2 separate regions of the Mus musculus genome follow, and region 2 is linked to region 1. Evidence: chromatin contacts called from public HiChIP or PLAC-seq data. All regions are on one chromosome and are shown on one strand. The core of a region is the stretch at or near the end of the contact, and the rest is flanking DNA. Distances in the headings are between cores, read along the strand shown.

What was found. HiChIP or PLAC-seq counts read pairs in DNA pulled down with a chosen protein or histone mark.
Region 2: a contact with region 1 is called in an H3K4me3 HiChIP or PLAC-seq map of the SCID.adh cell line, with 22 read pairs. The contact joins the promoter of Mars1 here to the enhancer-like site in region 1. A contact is called at or near these places in 19 of 39 promoter capture datasets (the 3T3-L1 cell line, the C10 cell line, the HPC-7 cell line and 11 more), 3 of 15 datasets of contacts at CTCF or cohesin (CD8 T cells and embryonic stem cells), 6 of 484 Hi-C or Micro-C datasets (embryonic stem cells, liver, morula and 1 more), 14 of 115 datasets of contacts at active chromatin or transcription factors (the 230-238 cell line, CD8 T cells, the HPC-7 cell line and 5 more) and 4 of 9 other capture datasets (adipose tissue, embryonic stem cells, liver and 1 more).

Annotation. Positions count from the first base shown.
Region 1 is chr10:127,228,706-127,232,559 of GRCm38.p6, reverse strand. Kif5a (kinesin family member 5A) reads left to right here. Exons shown (of 29, transcript NM_001039000.4): 24 at 1,052-1,268; 25 at 1,483-1,636; 26 at 1,924-1,991; 27 at 2,384-2,411; 28 at 2,704-2,815. The coding sequence ends at 2,782. Among named protein-coding and RNA genes, the nearest start is that of Pip4k2c, 19 kb to the right of the region's middle. Within about 2 kb of position 1,644, at least 41 of the 459 cell types and tissues checked have an H3K27ac peak or open chromatin away from gene starts, as enhancers often do. A contact at or near this core is called in CD8 T cells, the SCID.adh cell line, morula and 1 more, where this site is marked.
Region 2 is chr10:127,310,470-127,313,890 of GRCm38.p6, reverse strand. It overlaps Mars1 (methionine-tRNA synthetase 1), which reads left to right and starts at 2,105. Exons shown (of 21, transcript NM_001003913.2): 1 at 2,105-2,370; 2 at 3,357-3,421. The coding sequence starts at 2,262. It also overlaps the pseudogene Gm6283.

The DNA.
Region 1 (3,854 bases), core at 395-2,894:
GCCTCTGCTTCTGCTCTAAGTCCCAAACTCCAAAAACCGCTCCCCTAAAGGACAGATAGGAGTAAGCAAGGTCCCTCCCTAGCAGAAGCAGTCTGTGAAGGAAATAAGAGTTGCCACCAGTTAAGCTAAACCAGGAGCGGAGAGACATTCCATGTCCCTAATCAACTAAAGCTGCATAGAAGATTCTAGCTCTGTCCCTTTCCCATCATGCTCTCTGCTGTGCTGACCTGCCTGCCTTCTTCCCTCCCTCCCAGCTCCCAAGGCCTTGCACCTGAGTAGTTTCAAGTGTCCATCAATGTATAGACACTGCAAAATGATCCAATGGCCTTTTCACTGCGGAGTGGTTACCATCACACTCTGGCATAATTTTAACAGGGTAGGGGAAGACAGCCCAGGGGGTCCCTGGGGAAAGGCAGTGAGCACAAACGTTTGTGCAATCTCAGGACTTCCTTTCCTTCCTGCGAGGCTCTGTGTGTGTGGCTGCATGGGTCCCAGAGCCTGGCTTCTACAGAGCCTAGCTTCTACTTTGCCAGGCTCTCACCTGCCGCGCCCTTCTCAGCCTGTGTCCACCCTCTGTCATGTGCTCCTGCTGTCCTGCCTTGGCACGCTCACTCAGCCATCTCATCCCCATGGGGCCCTGGAGCTGTGGGTCGGGCATGGGCTGTGGCGTACAGTGGACGGACGGGAGTGTCCAGATGGATGGCGCGTGGACAGGGCCATAGCAGAGCTGCAGGTTTTGCCACTTAGAAGACAGGGAGATGCCGGGCATTGTGGCACACACCTTTAATCCCAGCGCTCGGGACAGCCAGGGATACACAGAGAAATCCTGTCTCGAAAAACCAAAAAAAAAAAAAAAAAAAAAAAAAAGGAAAAAAGAAAACAGGGAGATGGAAGAACCGGCTAGAGCCACACACTGCTAGAGCAAGGAGGTCCCTTGACAGGGCCTTGATTGTCCTTTATTCTCTCTTCTCCCAACCCCCACGCTCCTCTGGGTGACTATTTTGGGTCACCGGCTTTTCTTCTGGGCTCTCCCGTGCGGCTCACTCCGCAGCTGGTACGTGACAATGCAGATCTGCGTTGTGAGCTTCCTAAATTGGAAAAACGACTTCGGGCTACGGCTGAGAGAGTTAAGGCCCTGGAGGGTGCACTGAAGGAGGCCAAGGAGGGCGCTATGAAGGACAAGCGTAGATACCAGCAGGAGGTGGACCGCATCAAAGAAGCCGTGCGGTACAAGAGCTCCGGCAAGCGGGGCCATTCTGCCCAGATCGGTGAGTGGATGTCAGCTGGTGAGACCGCATCGCCACCTGAGGCAAACGCAGCCAGTCCCTAAGTGCCAGACCACTCAACGCTTGCTTTTAGTCCCCAGCCTTTCCACCAGAGGATGACGCTGTCAGTTTGTGGTTTGCTGGGGTTGACCTTGGGGCCAGGTAGACTCGGGTAACCGATGATAGCTTTCTCACGGTTGTTTCTTCTGTTCTGTAGCTAAGCCTGTGAGGCCTGGCCACTATCCTGCCTCCTCACCCACCAACCCCTACGGCACCCGGAGCCCCGAGTGTATCAGCTACACCAACAACCTCTTCCAGAACTACCAGAACCTGCACCTGCAGGCTGCGCCTAGCTCCACTTCAGATATGTAGTGAGTGACGTGGGTGTGGCCGCAGTTCCAGCCCAAGGCCATCTGGGCCCTCTGAAGGCATTAGGGTGGTGTCAGCTCTTGGTTCCTTTAAAAATGCATTTCCTGAGTCCCGTGGTTTCTAACCCTTTTCGCGGTCTTCTGGGTCGTGGTTAGGAGGTGGGTGCTTTCTCCTTGTCGCCATGATTGGTGGCCTCTGTTGCAGGCATAGAAAGGGTGAGTGACCGGGAGGAAGGTGGGCATAGTGGCTCTCAGAATGGTGGGCTGCATCTGTATTCTGCTCCTTCCAGCTTTGCCAGCAGCGGAGCCACATCTGTTGCCCCCTTGGCTTCCTACCAGAAGGCCAACATGGACAATGGTAAGTGATGAAGACGCAGGATTCCCAGGGAAGATGAGAGGTGTTTACAACAGACACGAACAGAACCTTCCTCTCACTGGAGGGTCAAACAAAACGATACTGTCAGGGAGAGCTCGTGGAACAGCCTGTGCCTAGTGTGGTTTCTGCCCTGCATCCCATTCCTGGTACAGCTGGGGAGGGAGGGGTTGTACCGGGGTTGGGTACGATTCATGTGGACCAGCTTTCTCCTAAGGGCTTGCTTAGGTCTCCAGCCAAACCCACTATTTTCTGGAGTGGTGAGGGTAGAGTGCCTCAGTTTACCAGTTCAGAGGCATGGGCTTCAGGATGGGAGGGGTTGTGAAGACTGTTCCTCACGCCAGCTTTTTTCTAACCCTGTGTTCTCATCCCTTCAGGAAATGCCACAGATATCAACGACAACAGGTACTCAGACTTGGGGTCTCTGGGCGGGACCCAAAAAAATCGAATAACACTTCTCTAAGAGGACTTCCCTGGAGCTCTGGGGAGGAGGGAAGAAATGAGGCAGGAGATCCAGGCACTCCCATGGGTACTTTCTCCGTACCTCAGGGAACGTTCCGACCTTGGGCAAGGCCTGAGGTTCCTTAGGAAGCCTGCATCCTTCCTGCCCTCACCCGCCCTTCAGTATCTCAGGCACGCTGTCAGAGTGCTGGCCGCAGTGGGGGCAGAGCTGTTGACAGGCTGTTTCTTCCTCCAGGAGTGACCTGCCGTGTGGCTATGAGGCTGAGGACCAGGCCAAGCTTTTCCCTCTCCACCAAGAGACAGCAGCCAGCTAACTCCCAACCCTGGCCACATATCTGCACTTTCAGGTAGCTGCAGGCCACTTCCCTCCCTAGCCCCAGCCTCCTCCTGTCTGGCCATGGCTGCTTCTCCTGTTCATGTGTATGTGTATATGTTTGTATGTGTCTGTATGTGTGTGTTGTGTGTGCATGAGTGTACCCACATCAGGAGGCCAAGGTTAGTAGGTGTGGGTGTCTTCATTTGTGTGTGTGTGTGTGTGCGCGCTCACATCCACAGGCCAGCCTTGGTGTGGGTGTCTTCCTCTCTCACTTTCCATCTTACTTTTTGAGGTCTCTCACAGAACCTGGAGCTTGCTGTTTTGGGGTAGACTGGCTGGTCAGTCACCTCCCCACCCTCCCTCTGTCCCACCCCACCCCCCATATCTGCCCATTTCTGTCCCCTGGGGTACTGGGGATCCAAACATAGTCCTCATGTCTGTTCAGTAAGCACTTAGTGACTGAGCCAAAATCTTCCAACTCCTGCTTGGCCCTGTATGGCTGCACGAGGCAGAGGCAGGGAGATCATGAGTTCAAAGGAGTCCTGGATTCATGAGACCCTGTATCAAAACCAAACAGAAACATTTGCTAAAAAGCCCAAATCTCATTCATAGCCAACCCTGACCTCCCATGGCCCCAAGCCTTCCCTTAGGTGCTGGTGGTAATCACAGTACTCATTTCTACCACTAGGGGTCACTGTCATACATTAAAATTTTTGTTAAAGGCAAGGGCTGCTGTCCATCGGTCTACTACCTTGTGCCTTTACCCTAAAATAGCCTTAAAATAGCCTTAGATACACAGAGATGTCTAAGCCACCTCGTGTAAAGGTGATGTCTGCACTACTCCTGGATTGACATATGCTGCCAAAGACTCTCGGTGTCTCTAGCTAGAAACAACAGTACGGTCAGTAAAAATGGAAACCAGCTGCCTCCCCATCCACTAACCCTCCAGCTTCAACACCTCCCCAATCACACCAAGTCCCCGATCACACCAGGACCTGGTGTCACCGGGCATATTCCATGTTTGTTTTAGACCCCAGATGGTCAGAGAGACCTATGTTATGGTACACTTT
Region 2 (3,421 bases), core at 856-3,355, 81 kb before region 1:
CTCCAGGTGGCATGTCAGATCCACAACGGATACATTGGGGGTAGGAACATGGAAGGCCATGCCAGTGAGCTTCCCGTTCAGCTCTGGGATGACCTTGCCCACAGCCTTGGCAGCACCAGTGGATGCAGGGATGATGTTCTGGGCAGCCCCAAGGCCATCACACCACAGCTTTCCAGAGGGGCCATCCACAGTCTCTGAGTGGCAGCGATAGCATGGACCGAGGTCATGAGCCCTTCCATGATGCCAAAGTTGTCATGGATGATCTTGGCCAGGGTGGCTAAGCAGTTGGTGGTGCAGGATGCATTGCTGACAATCTTGCGTGAGTTGTCATATTTCTGGTGGGTCACACCCATCACAAACATGGGGCATCAGCAGAGGGGCAGAGATGATGACCCTTTGGCCCCACCCTTCAAGTGGGCCCCAGCCTTCTCCATGGTGGTGAAGACACCAGTAGACCCCACAACATACTCAGCACCGGCATCACCACATTTGATGTTAGTGGGATCTCTTCCCAGAAGATAGTGATGGGCTTCCCGTTGATGACAAGCTTCCCTTTCTCAGCCTTGACCATGCCATTGAACTTGCTATGAGTAGAGTCATACTGGAATATGTAGACCATGTAGTTGAGGTCCATAAATGGGTTGTTGATGGCAATCTCCACTTTGCCAACTGCAGAGCAGAAGGCAGCCCTGGTAACCAGGCACCCATTACGGCCAAATCCATTCACACCGACCTTCACCATCCTGTCTACAGGACGAGGCTGGCACTGTATGAGAAGAGCCTCATACTTTTTTTTTTTAAAGATAAGATATCCCTTTGCATGTGTTTATTTGGCTTTGTTGCGAAATCTCTCACTTCCCCCTCAATTTGACCTTTTGTAGCATAACTCTCATCTCCCTTTGCTGTGATTGTCTAGCTATATGTAAATGGAAGACTAGTGCATTTTCACTTTTATGTCAGGGCTTGCTTGGTTTATTTTTGTTTTTTTTTAATGTGTATCAAGGTCTTGCCTGCAAGTTGAGTGTACTATTTTTGGGCAGGTCTATGGAGGCCAGAAGAGGCACTAGTGTTACAGAAGGTTGTGATCTGCCTGTCATGTGTGTGCTTGGATGAGCATCAAGTGCTCCCGAACCAGAGTTATCTCTAAACCCCTTATTTTTAATTAAGAACAAAATAAAACAAAACAAAAACCACACACTTTTTTTTTTTGAGACTAGGTTTATAAAGACCAGGATAGCTTTGAACTCAAAGAGATCCAACTGCCTTCGCCTTCTGAGTCCTGGAATTAAGGGAGTGTCCCACCACACCCAACTCCTTTTTCTTTTATTTGTAAGGGGTTTCGAGTGCAGGGAGGTCTCTGCACCACATGCATGCAGTAATCATGAAGACCAGAAGAGGGCGCATGATTCCCCTAGGACTCAAGTTACAGACAACTGTCAACCATGCAAATGGGTCAAAGGAGAGTCCAGGAAAAGGACAGCCTGGCCTGTGTTCTCCGCTGAGCCATCTTTCCAGGCTTCCTCACTGATTTACTGACAGATCCCTAGTAGCTTAGGCTGGCTTGCAATAGAGGATAACGTCGAATTTATGATAATTTTATCACCACCTCTTCAACGCTGGGATTACAGGAGTGGACACACCACCACACAGTGTTGTGTACCGGGGGTGAACCCAGCGGTTTGCACATGCTAAGCAAACGCTTACTAACTAAACTACATTCCCAATTCCTAAGTAATAAAGGTTCGCGAGCCACATCCTTTGTGGCTGATGGACAGCCACATTAATTTCCACGTTGACACTAAAGTTTGCTCACAGTTCCCCAACTGATTTTTAATCTTGTAGCTAAATGCATCGCCACGCTCTCGGACTACCCGCACACAAACCAATTAAAAACTCCGATCCTTAACAACTTGAATCGGCGCGTGCGATACCACTTCAACGACCAGTAAGGAATCAGAAAATGCCACCCATCGCGTCGTCTCCATCGGATCGCTTTACAGCGGCCGACTTCAACAGTTCAAAGGACCCTCTCGGAGCCGGCCGACCCAGAGTGCCACGCTAGCCCGCACCGTCAACTTCCGGGTCTCGTTGGTAACCATTTCCTGTTTCGTAATGGTGCGTGATGGGATGAGTAGTCGGCTTTCCTGGAGCCTACCGCGAGCGTCCGGCCGACACAGAACTCCATTTCCCGACGTGCCTTGCAGCTTAACCCAGGAGCGGGAGGCCGGTTCCGATTGCATCAGCGTGGGCTCCGAGGCACGATGAGACTGTTCGTGAGCGAGGGTTCCCCGGGGAGCCTGCCCGTGCTGGCTGCGGCCGCGAGGGCCCGGGGTCGGGCGGAGCTGCTCATCAGCACCGTAGGCCCCGAAGGTACTGGAGTGGCTGCCGGTGGGCGGCGGGTGAGGGGTGTTCATCTCACAGTTGTTTGCCAGGCTCCAGTGCCCGTTCCCCAATCGACTCAACGTTAACTTTAGTCACGCCAACCTTTGTTTCCGTAACCCTTCTGAAGTTAGTTCCCTTAGTTACCCTCACTGTACTCTTCAAACCTCGTTTTAAGTCTCCCCTCTGGTTAGTTTTCCAGGACCCACCTATCATGGCAACTCCCTCTCAGCCCGGTCACTCTCGCGATCACCTCCAACCTCCCGTGTCGTTTTGGGGAAGCCCCTTTCTCCTTCCAGGACCTCAGTACAGACATGTGCACACTCAGTCCTTGAAGTTTATTGCGTATTCCCAGACAACTTTTTTGGGTGACTTTCTAAGAGTTGTCTGGTCAGATCCTCCCTGACAGCTTGACTGCAGCACTATTCTATACCTCTCTGTAGACTCTACCTCTTGTTTGCAGTTGGCAGTCTCAACTGAACACTAGCTGGCCCCTCTAGCATATTCCACCACCACCCCTCCCCGGTTAGTGTTCTTACCTTCGAAACTGTAGATTGAAAACCCAGGCCTCCAGCACACAATGTGACGTCAAATCATTTCTTTTAAGATTTACTTATTTATTTAATGTATATATGAGTACACCGTAGCTGTACTGATGGTTGTGAGCCATCATGTGGTTGCTGGGAATTTGAATTCAGGACTTCTGCTGGCTCCTGTCAACCCCGCTTGCTCTGGTCAACCCCGCTTGCTCAGGCTGCGCCCCGCCTTATATCTAAGTACACTGCAGCTATCTTCAGATTTACTGGAGGAGGGTGTCAGATCTCATTACGGGTGGTTGTGAGCCACCATGTGGTTGCTGGAAATTGAACTCAGGACCTTCGGAAGGGCAGTCAGTGCTCTTTAACAGCCGAGCCATCTCTCCAGCCTCCTCATTTATTTTCTTACCCCTGATTTTCACCCATTTTCCTCTGTCTCAGAGTGTGTGGTACCATTCCTTACCCGGCCTAAGGTCCCTGTCTTGCAGCTGGATAGTGGCAACTAC